2 separate regions of the Sus scrofa genome follow, and region 2 is linked to region 1. The links are chromatin contacts, called in public targeted proximity ligation maps. All regions are on one chromosome and are shown on one strand. The core of a region is the stretch at or near the end of the contact, and the rest is flanking DNA. Distances in the headings are between cores, read along the strand shown. Region 1 has its middle 26 kb from the start of FABP4. Region 2 has its middle 46 kb from the start of FABP5.

Region 1 (3,116 bases), core at 556-3,055:
TTCTAGGTATATTTAGAAATGCAAAGTAAATGCTAAAGGAAGGTTAAATAAATGAATGAATTGGTCTCTACAGCACATGAAATAGCATTTCTATGGTTTTCCTCTAGGTGGTGCTGTGTACAGGATAAAAGGTCACAAGCAATCCCCTTTTTTTCTAATAGAGCACTATTTGATAAATTTATTTGTATTATGTCTTTATTTAAAAAAAAAAACTTTTTATCTTCCCAGACTCTCAACTTTTTAAATATATTTTCTTCTCTGGGAGAGAGGCTTTACAAGATTGTCGGTGGTGCTGACGTTCTAGTCTTTTCCTCCCATCATTTTTATCAATACCTAGTTGTACAAGCAAATCTTCCTTTGAACACTTCTTGAGAGATATTACACAGCTATTACAAATAAAACTGTTATACATATTTGTGACATAGACCATCGCAAGAATGCTTTCATTTCTCTGGAGTAAATATCTAGGAATTACTGAATTGCACGATAGTTCTATTTTTAACTTTTTGAGGACTCGCTATACTGCTTTCCATAGTGGCTGCACCAATTTATATTCCCACCAACAGTGCATGGGGCTTCCCTTTTCTCTATATTCTTGCCCCAATCTCTTATTTGCTGTATTTTCTCTCCTTTTTTCCTTTATTTTTATTTGTTTACTTGGTTATTTTCCTGTGTTACATTTATTTTTTAATTTAATAGAAGTGTACTTGATTTACAGTATTGTGTTAGTTTCAGGTTTAGAGAAAAGTGATTCAGTTATACATATATCCATTCTTTTGCAGCTTCTTTTCCCAGTTGGGTTATTATAGAATATTGAGTAGAGTTCCTTGTGCTATACAGTAGGTTCTTGTTGGTTATGTATTTTACATATAGTAGTGTGTATCTGTTAATCCCAAACTCCTAATTTATCCTTCCCCCACATTTTCCCTTTGGTAACATAGTTTGCTTTCTATGTTAATGAGTCTGTTTCTGTTTTGTAAATTCATTTGTATCTTTTTTCTTTCTTTTTTTTTTTCTTTTCCTTTTTGTCTTCCTAGGGTAGCAGGTATGGCATATGGAAGTTCCTAGGCTAGGGATTGAATCAGAGCTGTAGTCACCAGCCTACACCAGATCCCAACCATGACTGAGACCTACACTACAGCTCACAGCTACACTGTATCCTTAACCCACTGAGTGAGGCCAGGGATGGATGGAACCCACATCCTCATGGATACTTGTTGGGTTTCGTAACCTGCTGAGCCACAATGATAACTCCTCATTTGTGTAATTTTTTATAAGATTCCACATATAAGTGATATGATACTTTTCTTCCTCTGACTTATTCCATTTAGTATGATAATCTCTAATTACATCCATGTTGCTGCAAATGGTAATATTTCATTCTTTTTATGGCTGAACAATGCTCCATTGCATGATGTACCACATCTTTATCCATTCATCTATCAATGGACATTTAGGTTGCTTCCATGTCTTGGCTGTTGTAAATAGCCCTGCAATGAATATTGAGGTCCATGCATATTTTTGAATTAGAGTTTTCTTTGGATATATGTCCAGAAGTGGTATTGCTGGATCATATGGTAGCTCTATTTTTTGTTATTTTAAAGAATCTCCATACTATTCTTTGTAGTGGTTGTGCTATTATACAATCCCACCAACAATGTGGGAGAGTTGCCTTTTTTCTACACCCTCTCCAGCATTTATTGTTTGTAGACTTTTGATGATGGCCATTCTGATTGGTGTGAGGTGACATCCGTTGTGGTTTTGATTTGCACTTCCCTGATGACTAGTGGCACTGAGCATATTTTCACATGGTTGTTGGTCATCTGTATGTATTCTTTGGAGAAATGTCTATTCAGATCCTCTTTCCCCTTTTTAATTGGGCTGTGCATTTTTCTGATGTTGAATTGTATGAGTTCTTTGTATATTTTGTATATAAATTCTTTATTGGATAAATTGACAACAAACATCTTCTCCAATTCAATAGACTACCTTTTGGATCGATTGATAGTTTCCTTTGCTTTGGAAAAGATTTTTAGTTTGATGTAATTCCATTTGTTTAGTTTTGCTTTTTGGTTCCCTTGCCTGAGGAGACATCCAAACAAATATTTCTAAAACTGATGTCAAAGACAAAGGAGGCAAAAATATACAATAGGGAGTAGTTAGCCTCTTCAACATGTGGTCCTGGGAAAACTGGACAGTGACAAGCAAAAGAATCAAACTGGACTACTTTCTCACCCCGTATCCAAAAATAAGTTCAAAATGAATTAAAGCTTAAATGTAAGATCTGAAACCATAAAACATCCAGAATAAAACATAGGCAGTATGCTGGTAGGAGGGACTAGGTCCTGGCTGTGGGGAATCCCATTCCTGATGCTGACTTACTGGTGGACCAGGCTGGGTCATGAGTTGGCCAGCTATGGAAACTGTTGTCCCAGGGAGAGTGCTGATCCATTGGTTTATGGAGTCAGATCCCATGGCAGCTTGCTGGGCAGTCTGAGTTCTTTTGGAGCTGGTTTTGGCCTGCTGGTGGGTTGGTTGGGGCCCATCTCTAGGTGATGCAGGCATGCTGGTGGGTGGGCCAGGTCTTGATACTGTTGATTGCAGTGCCAAGGTGGTCCAAGGGCTATTGTTGGCCTGGTGAGAGGAAGTTTAGGTCCTTGGATCTCTGGCTGTGGGCCTCTGAGGTCCTGGAGTAGGTATTGGCCCATTGGTGGGAGGGGGTCCTGGTGCTGTTCCAACTTTCTTATGAGAGGACCTAGTCCTAATATGGTTTAGTGTAGAGCCATGATTGGTCCAGGGCTAGTATCAGCACAATGGCAGGTGGGTCCAGGGCCCAGGGGGTCCACTAGTGGGTGAGACTGGGTGCTGGGGTTCACATTTACCAGCTGGTGGGCAGGGCCAACAACTGGTTGTGTGGCCCCAGAGGTCCCTGGACTAGCACTGGTTCCTTGTTTGTTTAGTTGTAGATCTTTTCTGCTAGTCTTCAGGTTGTACTCACTGTTAGTTGCTCTGCAAAGAGTTGGAATTTTGTTGTTCTTGTGGGAGGAAGTGAGTTCAGTGTCTTATGCTATCTTGGCCATTCTTATCTTTTGACTTTCTATATATTTGCTACTGCT
Region 2 (2,798 bases), core at 261-2,760, 260 kb after region 1:
AACTGTTCTACATATTTGTTTGCCAAGATTTTTTTTTTTTTTTTTGTCTTTTTGCTATTTCTTGGGCCACTCTGGTGGCATATGGAGGTTTCCAGTCTAGGGGTCCAATCGGAGCTGTAGCCATTGGCCTACACCAGAGCCACAGCAACACAGGATCCGAGCCGCGTCTACAAACTACACCACAGCTCACGGCAACGTTGGATCCTTTAACCCACTGAGCAAGGGCAGAGATCGAACCCTCAACCTCATGGTTCCTAGTCGGATTCATTAACCACTGTGCCACGAGGGGAACTCCAAGATTTTATTTCAGTTCTACAACCTTCTATGGAGCATTTTTTGTGTGGAGTCTTTGTGTTAGGCCTTGGGTTGGGGGAGAGAAGATACAAAGATAATATATAACATCTCACAGCAAGCACATCACCCTGTAGTGATGTGGCCACACACACAGATTCCCAGCTGTCTCCAGCACATCCATGTGCATCAAATGCTCTGCTAGAGATGAAAGGCAAGATCTACTTTACTTGCAGCCCTGGAGGAGTGTGTACAGGAAGCTGGCATTTGAGTTAGGAATTAAGGGTTGTGAAATATAAAATTGAAAGGGAGAATGTTCCTGAAAGAGGAAGAAAGGCCTTAAAACGCATGCAGGGTAATGAGTTGTCTGCCATGTGGGAACATTCAGTATGACGTGGGGAAAGACTTGGAATGAGGTGGGCATAATTGCAATGATACAATTGTTGGCAGTGTACACGAGAAGCCTAAATAAACTTGATCTTCTTCCAAGCTTTGGATATTGTATATTTAATTTATTCTGAAATACTCATATATCCATATCTCGATTTCCCATGTTTTGGCCTTTTTTTTTTTTTTTTTTTTTTTTTTTTTTTGGTCTTTTTAAGGCCATACTCCCAGCATATGGAGGTTCCCAGGCCAGGGGTTGAATCAGAGCTGCAGCCTCCGGCCTGCGCCAGAACCACAGGATTGCAGGATCCGAGCTGTGTCTGTGACCTACACCACAGCTCAAGGCAATGCTGGATCCTTAACCCACTGAGCAAGGTCAGGGATTGAACCCATATCCTCATGGATCCTGGTTGGGTTCATTACCACTGAGTCACAGTGGGAACTCTATGTTTCAGCCTATTTTTATTTTCAGTTCTGGACTTGCAAAATTATAATTATATTAGGAAATATAATAAAAATATAAAATTTTATTCAGGATTTACCTGTGCCTAGGCCTTCTGTTAAGCGTTTTCCATATATTATCTCACATGAGCCTCATGAAAATCACAGGAAGTAGGTCCTTATCCCCATTCTGCAGATGGATAGACTGAGTCACAGAAATATTAAATAATTTTCCCAAGTCACACAGATAGTAGGTAGGAATGAAAAGACATGAAGGCCAAAACTAATCACATGACTCATTAAATTAAAAGTAATTCTCAGGACTAGAACAGACTAGACCGCAGAATGCCCTCTGATGTAGTTCAACAAGGTGGCCACTAGATGGCAGAACTGGCCCACCTTGGATAGAGTTTGGACTGGGTGCGGTCCAATCTTGGAAACCTTTATGGGGTTTAAGCAATGATTAGAAACAGCTGATTCTCTCCAAATTAAGCAAAGATAGGGCTAATATGCATGCCTATATAGTTACACTTTAACAGGAAAAATTTCATTTTTCAAAATCAAGAACCACAATCTTTGATAATTTCCCACATATTTAGAAATGTGTAATCTACAACATAAAACTAAAGAGGAGTTCCTATGGTGGCTCAGAGGTAACAAATCCAACTAGTACCATGAGGCTGTGGGTTCAATCTCTGGCTTCTCTCAGTGGGTTAAGGATCCGGTGTTGCCGTGAGCTGTGGCATAGGCCGCAGATGAGGCTTGATCCCGCCTTGCTGTGGATGTGGCTCCAATTCGACCCCTAGCTTGGGAATTTCCGTATGCCGTGGGTGTGGCCCTAAAAAGCCAAAAAATAAAAAACAATTAAAAAATACATAAATAAAAAGGTTATGTCTTCTCATTTCTTCCTTCACAGAGGAGGGGGTACTAGGCGCCTGGCCTTTTTAAATGAGGCTCTTTCTGGTTTCAATCACCATGTCTTTGTCCGCTACAGTAAAAAATGAGAGTGCTACACCTCGTTTTAGGGAATGAAGACTCGCCAGGGCCTGACTTAGGCACCATATTTGTACCCTGGGTTGACTTGTACCTATTCCTCCACCCTGGGAAATTTGCAACTGTTTAACTCAGGTGAATCAGGTACAAATATTTAACAGGGATTATGCAAGAGAAACATCATCCAGGAAATCAGTTTAACAGGCAGAACCTAATGCTATCATTTGTCATCTGTTTTTCAGGTTGAAGTCAAAACTCAAGAGACCTTTGCTCAAAGAGCTAAAATTGTCCTATCTATTAATGGCATGGACTCTCAGGAAGTTCACTCATAGAAGTACCCAGCTTCTAGTGGGAATAGATCAACATGACATTCCTCCAAACCTTGAGATAAAATACAGGCTCCACCCAAATCACCATATCCTGGGGCTTCTGTGAAATGATAGGCCCAAGAGAGGGACCTTCTAAACATGGAAGGGACACATGAGGCCAAGGCGCATCAAGTTCAGATGACACTGAACCCACACAAACCTTGACCCCCTAGTTCCTGTTTCCTAGAAAGAGCATGATCCTGGGGCAATTCAGCCTCTCCCAGAACCCCTGCACAGCCCCAGTCCTGTTTAAAAGAAAAAAGAAAAAATCCTAGTCAGAAAACACGTCACTGAAGAACACAAAGAAGAATTTGTAAT

Evidence for each region.
Region 2: a targeted proximity ligation map of alveolar macrophages shows a contact between it and region 1. A contact is called at or near these places in 2 of 47 Hi-C or Micro-C datasets (epiblast stem cells and heart right ventricle) and 1 of 2 datasets of targeted methods (alveolar macrophages).

What each region holds. Positions count from the first base shown.
Region 1 is chr4:55,069,051-55,072,166 of Sscrofa11.1, forward strand. No RefSeq gene overlaps it. Among named protein-coding and RNA genes, the nearest start is that of FABP4, 26 kb to the right of the region's middle.
Region 2 is chr4:55,326,686-55,329,483 of Sscrofa11.1, forward strand. No RefSeq gene overlaps it. Among named protein-coding and RNA genes, the nearest start is that of FABP5, 46 kb to the left of the region's middle.